2 separate regions of the Sus scrofa genome follow, and region 1 is linked to region 2. Evidence: chromatin contacts called from public HiChIP or PLAC-seq data. All regions are on one chromosome and are shown on one strand. Each heading gives the region's core, a stretch centred on a gene start, on an enhancer-like site or on the middle of the called end of the contact. The rest is flanking DNA. Distances are from core to core; before and after follow the strand shown. Region 1 overlaps TMEM164 (transmembrane protein 164). Region 2 holds the start of TMEM164 (transmembrane protein 164).

Region 1 (4,768 bases), core at 739-3,238, 130 kb after region 2:
GTAAAATGAAGACAATCATAATAATTTCAAAATCTTCCATAAGGTAATGCGTGTAAAGTGCTCACCACAATGCCTGATGCAGAGTAGTAAGTGCTCAGTAAAGATTAGTGAAGATTATTATTTATTAACAATATAAAATAATTTGAGTTGCTATTAAGGTACCTTTATGGATGCTTTTGGCTTAGAGTCAGGAAGCAGATTTGGAGACCATCCAACAGATTTTTTGGAGGGAACCCCCCACCCCAAACCCAAAGGTAGCCCGGAAAAGCCACAAGAGATCATTGGTGTGAATTGGAGCTAGAAATGATAGGGTCCTCATCATTTTCCCCCAGTGTGTATAGTTATTTCCCCTGAGATGCCCGTTCATGGCGGTAAAAGCACGTGCATACTGAACTGCTGCCCTCCTCCCCTGGAAGAGTGGAGAGGAGCTGGAATGTGAGTTGCTGTGTCTGTAACAGATTCAGGGAAGGGAGGGGCACTGCCAGCAAGAAGGGGCCGAGATCCCTAGAGTCTTTGCTCCAGAAAGGAAGCCCTGGCGTTCCCATCGCGGCTCAATGGAAATGAAACTGACTAGCATCCATGAGGATCCAGGTTCGATTCCTGACCCTGCTCAGTGGGTTAAGGATCCCGTGTTGCCATGAGCTGTGGTGTAGGTCGCACACATGGCTCGAATCTGATGTTGCTGTGGCTGACAGCTGTAGCTCCGATTTGACCCCTAGCCTGAGAATCTCCATTTGCCATGGGTGTGGCCCTGAAAAAAAAAGAAAAAAAAAAAAAAGAAGAAAGGAAAGCCCCAAGTAACTTAGGCAGTCATGGGCTTAAAGCTCCACCTTGTGGGGACTGGTGCCTGAGCAGCCCTGCGTCTGCATTTGAGGTCTGGCAACCAGACGCAGCCTCCTCCTCCTGGGTTGCCATTCGAATCGTCCCCCTGCCTCTGGGGCGGCCTTGCTCTCTGCTGCCTGTTCCAGCCATCGGCTGACAGCTTTTTAATAAAAATTGAACCCAAAGGGGGAATGATAAGGAATCTGATTTTAACCCAAAGTGAGAGAACACCAGATGTTTTATTCTGTCTGAATTTTCGAGGAAGGAAAAGCAATTAGCAGCTGCTACTGATTTAGCAACAGACACCTGCTAAATGAAAATCTGTAAAACCGGTCAGGCTTGGCACCAGAAGCGTGTGCACTGCTCCTCAGGCATTTCTGGGAATTGTAAATTATGTTCGCCTGAAATAGGTGGGGATGGGGGTGGGGTCAGGGGTGGTGTTCTAAAGAAAGGGAACATGTCCATATAGGCCAAGGAGTTTGTTTTTCTAAGATGACAGCCACTTAGAGATGGCTGTTTGGAGGGTGAATGAAGAGGAAGAGAAGATGGTGAATTTTTCAGAAGCTGCCTGGTCCTTCCCTGCTTCTGATCTGACTCATAGGCTGCCTGGTTGGGCTGACAGAAGGGTAGAGGGAATGCTGCTCCCCCCACCCTGCTGATCCAGAGCCCCCCACCCCCACCCCAACAGCACCACGGGCAGTGAGTCTTAGAACAGGAGGAACCTTCAACTCAGGACTCACAGCAGCTCCTGCTCTGTGACAGGTATAGACTCTTGGCTCCAGGAGCCATCAGGACATCTTCAGCTGAGAATGAGGTTGATCCATGGCTTTCTGATTTCCAGAATGCATTTCCAAGTAGATGTTAACTACTGCTCTCCAGTTCCACTTTCTCAAGGCACATTGAAACACAACCAATGGAAACAGGAATTGATGAGGAAGGCTTTAGGGGGGTGTGTGTGTGAAGAATGTGAGGACACAAGGTTCTCGAGAAAGTGGGTATTCAAGACGTGACTGATGAGAAAGAAGGCCGATTTGTAGGTGATCTAGACAGTGTTGAAAGAATGGGGCCCCTCCCATTTGGGCCTCAGACCACATTCACGGTAGGTAACTGCTATTTCCCAGTCTCCAAACTGGGCCAGAGATCAGCTGCAACTTGGGCCAAAGGGAAGGGCCCTGTTCTCTTTCCAGCTTTGAGCAAAAGGATGGCGACTTGCCCTATGGAGCAGGGGCTGGTGAGGGTTGCTGCTGGCCGATGCAGGGACAGAGCTGTCCATGAGAAAATGCCATCTGGAACTTTATCCTGGCAGGGTGTTTTAGTGTGGTTAAAGATTAAACTCACTTCCAAGGTGGAATCAAGGGATTCTTTTTCCTTTAACTTGAGTAGGCCCTTAGGCAAGAACAGTCCTTCCAGAGGTGTTTAAATTTTACTTCCCCTTCCCTATGGTACCAGTGCCAGCAGGGAAAAAGGAACAGGGAGACCAGGGTAGCAGGAGAGCAAGGCTCTCCACGCTCCAGCCAGAATGTGGGGGAGCCTTCTCTGGTCAGGGGATAGACAGCGTTCCCATCAATCGGCTCCAATACGTGGAATACCCACAGCACAAATCAAATACCTGTCCTGTGACAGCAGGCTGCCCTAGAGAGAGAATCCAGGGACCCTGTCTATGATGGCTTATGCTGGGTGCACTCATGCCTCTTAGGAAAGCAGCCAGGCATTTCTGGACTCAGCCCTGTGTGAGCCCGTCATCCATTGATGTGCTAAAAGTACATTCCTAAAAACCCAGTATACTTTTTTTTTTTTGGTCTTTTTAGGGCTGCACCTGCAGCATATGCAGGGTCCCAGGAGAGGGGTAGAACTGGAGGTGGAGCTGCAGGCCTGTACCACAGCCACAGCAACACAGGATCCAAGCTGCATTTGTGACCTACGCCTCAGCTCATGGCAACGCCGGATCTTTAACCCACTGAGCGAGGCCAGGTATCAAACCCACATCCTCATGGATACTGGTTGGTTTCATTACCCCTGGGCCACAACGGGAACTCCACCAGTACACTCTTCATTCAAACCAGCTTGTGTGTCAAAATTCAGATGACTTCTCAGCACAGAATTACTCATTTTCCTTCAGAACCTAAGACCCATAGGCCTCAACTAATTGGAGGAATGCTTTTGATCCCTGGTGACCAAAGGGACGTGTCCCATCCCAAGGTGGTATTTGCTTGGTGGGCCCAGGCCTTGCATGAGGAGTTTGTTTCTCCAGGGACCCTGTTCATGAGGGGCATTGGGCAGGGTGTGAGCCTCCACTCGTCCCACACAGAAGAGCCTGCTTCTTAGCATAGATGTGACTGTGTGACTGCTGGGTGTCACTTGGTCTGTTGTAAACTCCCGGTTGGAACATTTTTTTGTCCTTCAGTCTAGCCTTTTTGGGGGATTTATTGGATATTTCCTTATTGTTCTACTTTCCCTTTACTGGTTTAGACATTATACACACTATTTCAGTTACTGTTTTTTTTTTTTGTTGTTGTTGTTATTCTACCAGAGTTGACGTAAATACCTACCCAGATCTAGAGTCAATCAGTATCTTTTTTCTTAAGTAATGTAAGGATCTTATGACATTTTTTTGATCATAGTTTTACTGAGATATAATTCATATAACATAAAATTCACACATTTAAAGTGTAGAATTTAATGTTTTTTAGTATATTCATAGAGTTGTACAACCATCACCGCAATTAAATTTGAGAACATTTTTATTAACCCCAAAAGGAAACCGTACTGTTTGACTATCATCTCTCTGTCCCCTTACAGCCTCCCTTCCACCCCCTTCCCTTCCCTGCCCAAAGTAACAATTGATCTAATATTTATCTCTAGAGATTGGCCTGTTCTGGACATTTCGTATTAATAGAATCATAAAATATTTGTCCTTTTGTGTCTATCTTCTTTCACTTAGCATAGTGTTTTGAAGATTCAGCCATGTCGTAGCTCCTATTAATATTCCTTTTCTTTTTATTGGCTAATAATAATTAATAGGGACATATGTATTTATTTATCCATTCATCTGTTGATAGTCATTTGGTTTCTACTTTGTCTTGTTGTAAATGATGCTGCTATGAACATTTATCTATAACTTTTCATGTAAATTTTTTTTTTTTTTGCCTTTTCTAGGGCTGCACCCAAGGCATATTGAGGTTTCCAGGCCAGGGTTCTAATCGGAGCTGTAGCTGCCGGCCACAGCCACAGCCACAGCAATGCCAGATTTGAGCCACGTCTGCGACCTACACCATAGCTCATGGCAATACCTGATCCTTAACCCACCGAGCGAGGCCAGGGATCGAACCCACATCCTCATGGATGCTAGTTGGATTTGTTTCCGCTGTACCACAACAGGAATTCCTGGACATTTTTTTTTTTTTAATCTCTTGGCTATATCCATAGGCATGTATGTGCTGTGAAATAGGTTTACAACTTTATTCTTTGGCATGCAGACCTTACAACATTTGAACCCTATTTGTAGCCCTCAACTTATGCTTATGTTGTCATGTATTTTAGTTCTGTAATTATTTTAGCTTTTCTTTTCAAAATACAAGACATTATTTTATGTAAAAACATTCATTTAGACTTATCTACATAATTACCACTTTTTAAAAAGTTATTTTTATTTTTTGTCTTTTTAGGGCTGCACCTGCAGCATATGGAGGTTCCCAGGCTAGGGGTCAAATCCGAGCTATAGCTGCTGGCTTATGCCACAGCCACAGCAGCTCAGGATCCAAGCTGCATCTGCGACCTATACCACAACTCACGGCAACATGGGATCCTTAACCTACTGAGCGAGGCCAGGGATTGAACCTTCGTCCTCAGGGATAGTAGTCGGATTTGTTAACTGCTGAGCCACAGTGGGAACTCCTAATTATCACTTTTCTTAACTCAATGATTTTTATTACATTTATAGTTGTAC
Region 2 (4,507 bases), core at 362-2,861:
AACAATGAGAGAACAATGGAAGGCAGTATGTGATTCAGAATAAAATGAGTAGTGCAGGCAATAACGGCTGTTGAGGTTCAGAGGAGGGAGAGAGCTCTTGGGAGCTGGGGGTGGGGGTTGCGGAGAGTGCAATTTCACGTGGGCTCCGAAGCCTGGGTAGGCTTGTTTATGCAGATGTGGGGGAAGGCACTGAATGTGAGAGTGTTTGCACGTGTGCGGGCTTGCCTGCACCGATGTGGAACTGGATGAGGAGAACGGGGAGCATTTATTGAGCACTTTTTATGCACCAGACACTGCAGAGTGTGCTACCTAATTCAACTCATTTAAATGTGCATAATCCTAGGAATCAGATACTAGATAACTGACGACCCTTCAGCTGATAGATGGAAACTGAGGCCCCAAAGAGGTCAGTTGCCCAACTGGGAAGTAAGAGGAATTGAATCCTGGGTGGTTCAACACTTGGCTTATTCTACTTTTGGAAGAGAGGATTTTGTGCCTCAGGTGAGGAAGTTGGCCTGGCTCCAGTTACTAAAGAGGGTCATTTTGCAAACACAGGACCCTCCAGGCCAAAATCCCAAGGGAAGTTCAGCGGTAAGGAAGCCTTTTACTGAGTTATAACCTCATTGCTCCTTCCTTGAAGAGAGGAACCTAAGATCTCAGGCTGCAGTCAATGCCAGGAGCTCCACAGCTTTATTATCCTTAATGTTACGCTGCAGAGGATTTAACAAAACACCTATGAAAAATGAATTCAGTGGAGTGAGCTGCTAAACCAATTTTTTTTTTTTTTTTTTTTTTTTTAGGGCTGCATCCATGGCACATGGAGATTCCCAGGCTAGGGGTCGAATTGGAGCTACAGCTGCCGGCCTACGCCACAGCCATGCCAGATCCGAGCTGCATCTTCGGCCTACACCACAGCTCTCGGCAATGCAGGATCCTTAATCCACTGAGCAAGGCCAGGGATCGAACCCGCAACCTCATGGTTCCTAGCGGAATTCATTTCTGCTGAGCCACGACAGGACTCTGCCGCTGAATCAGTCTTGTTTGTCCTTGTTCTTTATTAATTAGCGTTTGAAGAGCATCAGGCCTATGGTAGATGCTGTACAAAGCTTGGAATTAGACAAGGCTACCTGGCTCTGCAGCTCTACTTGTGGGGAAAACCACACTTGTAAAGGATGGGAGGACAATAGCCTGATAACACATTAGACTGTATTTTATGTTTTGAGTCTGGCTTGCAGCCAATACCAGAAAGTGTTTCCCAGGCAAGGTGCCTAACCATGTTTTTCTGGATATTCTCCTAATTCTTTGTGAGTCTTCAATAAATATTAAATCAACACGAGGTCGATTCTATAAAGGTCTTTTTCCTGTTTCCTGCCCAAAGAAAAGTAAACCACAGTCTACGGGTAAAAGGCAGCAGGGAAGGGGGGCCCTGTTTCAATCAGCAGCCCTTATCCAATTCTTGGCCCCCACCCACACTGTCCTGGCCGGCCTTTCAGAGGCAGGACTCTTGGCCAAGTGCAGGTTGGGAAACAGCTGCTCCGTTGCAGGGAGGGGGGCAGGGAAAGAGGTCAGGGGAAGCTTCTTTTCCTTCAGCTCCAGTACGGTTGAGCAGGAAGGTGTGGCAGGCGGAGGTTAGAGGGAGAAACACCGGAGCAGAGCTGGAAGGGGAAGAGCCTAGCAAAGTAAGATGCCTCGTCCTAGGACTGGAGTGGAGGGTACGGCTGTGTCTAGAAAGGTGAGAGAAGATGCCTTCCTGGCCCTGCCCAAGTCGGCTGTTTTCCGAGTGGACCGGAGGAGAGGCGAGGAGTAGAAGATCCCACCCAACAAACCTCCCAAAGCCAAGCCTGCCCAGCCGCTCATCACTAGCAACGGCTCGTCCATTCCCCAAGAACTTGGCGAGGGCCGGCTAAGCGCCTACTAGGTGCAGGGCGTACAAAGATGTGTCCTGGGGAACCGGGTCATAGGAGGTGGAGTCGGTCAAAACGGCTTCGCGGAGGAGGCGAATTCCGTAGACCATGGTGCAGGAAGGTGGCCGTGCACGCGTGCTGGCTCGGCAAGTGCAGAACGCGAGGCAGGCCGGGGAGGAGGGGAAGGAGGCGGGGACTGAGCCCGGGGGAGGGAGGGGAGGGAGCGGAGAAAAGAGGGAGGGTGGGAGGTGTGAAGGGTGGGAGCGAATGTGGGGGGGAGGCCGGAGAGGGGGGAGGAGGCGCGGCGGGGTGGCCGCGGCTCGAGGGCGCGAGGGGGCCCGGGGCCAAGCCGGACGGGAGCGGGGAGGCGGTGGCGGCGGCGAGGGGGAGGAGAGAGGGAGGGGAAGAAGGAGGAAGCGAGCGCGGCTGCTGCAGGGGAGGAAGACCGGGAGGAGGAGCCGAGTGCGGCGGCCGCTGCGGCCGCCGGGGGAGCCGAGAGCCGGGGCGCGGGGAGCGCGGGGAGCCGAGTGGGCGCCCGAGCCGGGGCCGCGGGCCGAGCTGCCGGTGAGTGGAGCCCCGAGGGGCGCGGCGGCCCGTCCCCGGGGCCGGGCGGGAGGCGCGGGAGGTGCGGCGCCGGGGCGGAGGGAGCGGGCCGGCCGGAGCCCAGCCCCCGGCTGGCCCGGCCTCCCGCCCGCCTTCCCTCCCTCCCTCCCCGCTTCCTCCCGCCGCTGCCCGCGCGAGGGGGCAGGTCCCGGGCGGGCCGCGGGCTGGGGGAGGTGCTGCCTGGAGGGCGGGCGTCTGGGGCCGGGGGTGGAGCTGGGGGCTCGGGGGTGTACCCGGGGGCGGGAGGCTGGACCGGGACGGCTCTAAATTGGCTCGGAGGGGCCGGTCGGCGGCGAAGTTGCTCGCTGGGGGCAGAGACGGCCACGCGGTTGCAGGAGTAAGCGATCCCCTGTGGCGAGTGCGTGAGACGAGGAGTCCGGCGCCCCCGCCAGCCCTGTCGCCCTCCCCGCCTGCCCTGCCCCGCCAGCTCCCCTCCTGGCCTCCGCGTGTCCCTTCGCCGTCGCCCCCCGGTTCGCTCCCGCCGCGCTGCTGGGTCCCCTCGGCCCTCGCTCTGACCCTCCCGGCCTCCGACTTCCCCTGACCCCTCCCTGCTTGCTTCGCCACTGCCCCTGTTCCCCTTTTCCTCCCTCGCTAGTTACCCCTCCCCGCTTCGTAATTCCCGATGCAATTGCCTCTTTGAGACCTTTTTTTTTTTTCCTCTCCTTCCTTTTAGATTGGCCAACGGCTCGTTTCCACCCTGCCTCGTTGGTGGCCACTGGAGAAGCGCGGGGGGCTCCCCAGACAGCCGTGGGGACAAGTTAGAGCCAGCACTTTGCCCCGGGCCTCGCGTGTAGTTTCCCCGTCCCCTGCTCTCGGCGCCCCGGTGTCCAGAGGGGGTGCGGGTGCGGGGGTGTGCCCTCCGTACATGTCCCACCTCCAGGGCCACCCTCCGGGCTTGTGTTCCATCTCGCTCTTGCTTCCTGCACGGTGGTCGCGGGGAACCACCTTGCATCATGTCCCGGTATAGCTACCAAAGTCTCCTGGACTGGCTCTATGGGGGCGTGGACCCCAGCTTTGCAGGCAATGGGGGCCCCGACTGTGCTGCCTTCCTCTCTTGGCAGCAGCGGCTGCTGGAAAGTGTGGTGGTCCTGACCCTGGCCCTGTTGGAGATCCTGGTGGCCCTGCGGCACATCCTGAGGCAGACGAAGGAGGACGGTAGGGGTGGCCGTGGCTGCCAGCCAGAGCAGGTGACCCAGCGGCCAGAGGAAGGCAAAGAGAGCCTGAGCAAGAATCTGCTCTTAGTAGCCCTGTGCCTGACCTTCGGGGTGGAGGTGGGCTTTAAGTTCGCCACCAAGACCGTCATCTACCTGCTCAACCCCTGTCACCTGGTCACCATGATGCATGTGAGTCTGTTGACTTTTTCCCCGGGGCAGCCTCAGCCATCAGAGTCAGTTGTGTGCTCAGGACCCTTGGCGGTGTAGAACCCCTCATCCGTGTGGGAAGTGGGAGCCTTAAAAATAATTTGCCAACGAGGGGCTGTTTCGGTGCGGATTTTAGATCTGGCTTTCTACCACCTCTGCACCAGCCCCCCAGTGGAGGTGAGCCCAAGGAAAGACTGGCCCTCAGGCCGGCAGCCCCTCCCCTCCTAGGCCTGCCCTGGCCTTCCAGAAGCAGGAAGTCCAGCCCCAGCCAGGTGCCCTTTCTCAGTCACATCTAGGGACCACGGCCCAGGCACCCCCCCCTCCGCCGGCCCCTCTGCCACAGTTAATTTCCCAGCGGCCTAGTTGCATTCTTTCCTGGAGGTGGTCACAGAAGGTTCCCAGTCTCCACTGTGGTACTTTGGCGAAATACAGGTTTCTCTTAAGGACTCTTTCCTTGGGGAGTTCATGCTCTTAGGGTGAGGTCTGCCTTTGAGTTCTGAGGTGTGGGAGCAGCGCCAAGCTCCGACTCACTGCACTCTGAAACAGACCCCAGGCGGGCCCGTCAACTTTTTTCTCTGTCTGTGGCGAGAGGGTATTTATTTCCTGCAAACCTCTCCCATCTTCCCACTGAAATCTCCC

Evidence for each region. HiChIP or PLAC-seq counts read pairs in DNA pulled down with a chosen protein or histone mark.
Region 1: an H3K27ac HiChIP or PLAC-seq map of skeletal muscle shows a contact between it and region 2, with 4 times the contacts expected there. The contact joins the enhancer-like site here to the promoter of TMEM164 in region 2. A contact is called at or near these places in 1 of 5 promoter capture datasets (liver), 4 of 47 Hi-C or Micro-C datasets (embryonic fibroblasts, fetal skeletal muscle, heart right ventricle and 1 more) and 1 of 2 datasets of contacts at active chromatin or transcription factors (skeletal muscle).

What each region holds. Positions count from the first base shown.
Region 1 is chrX:90,232,408-90,237,175 of Sscrofa11.1, forward strand. The region is part of intron 3 of TMEM164 (transmembrane protein 164); the gene reads left to right. Among named protein-coding and RNA genes, the nearest start is that of MIR652, 68 kb to the left of the region's middle. Within about 2 kb of position 1,989, at least 8 of the 83 cell types and tissues checked have an H3K27ac peak or open chromatin away from gene starts, as enhancers often do. A contact at or near this core is called in skeletal muscle, where this site is marked.
Region 2 is chrX:90,103,682-90,108,188 of Sscrofa11.1, forward strand. TMEM164 (transmembrane protein 164) reads left to right here and starts at 1,612. Exons shown (of 6, transcript XM_021080004.1): 1 at 1,612-1,732. The coding sequence starts at 1,685.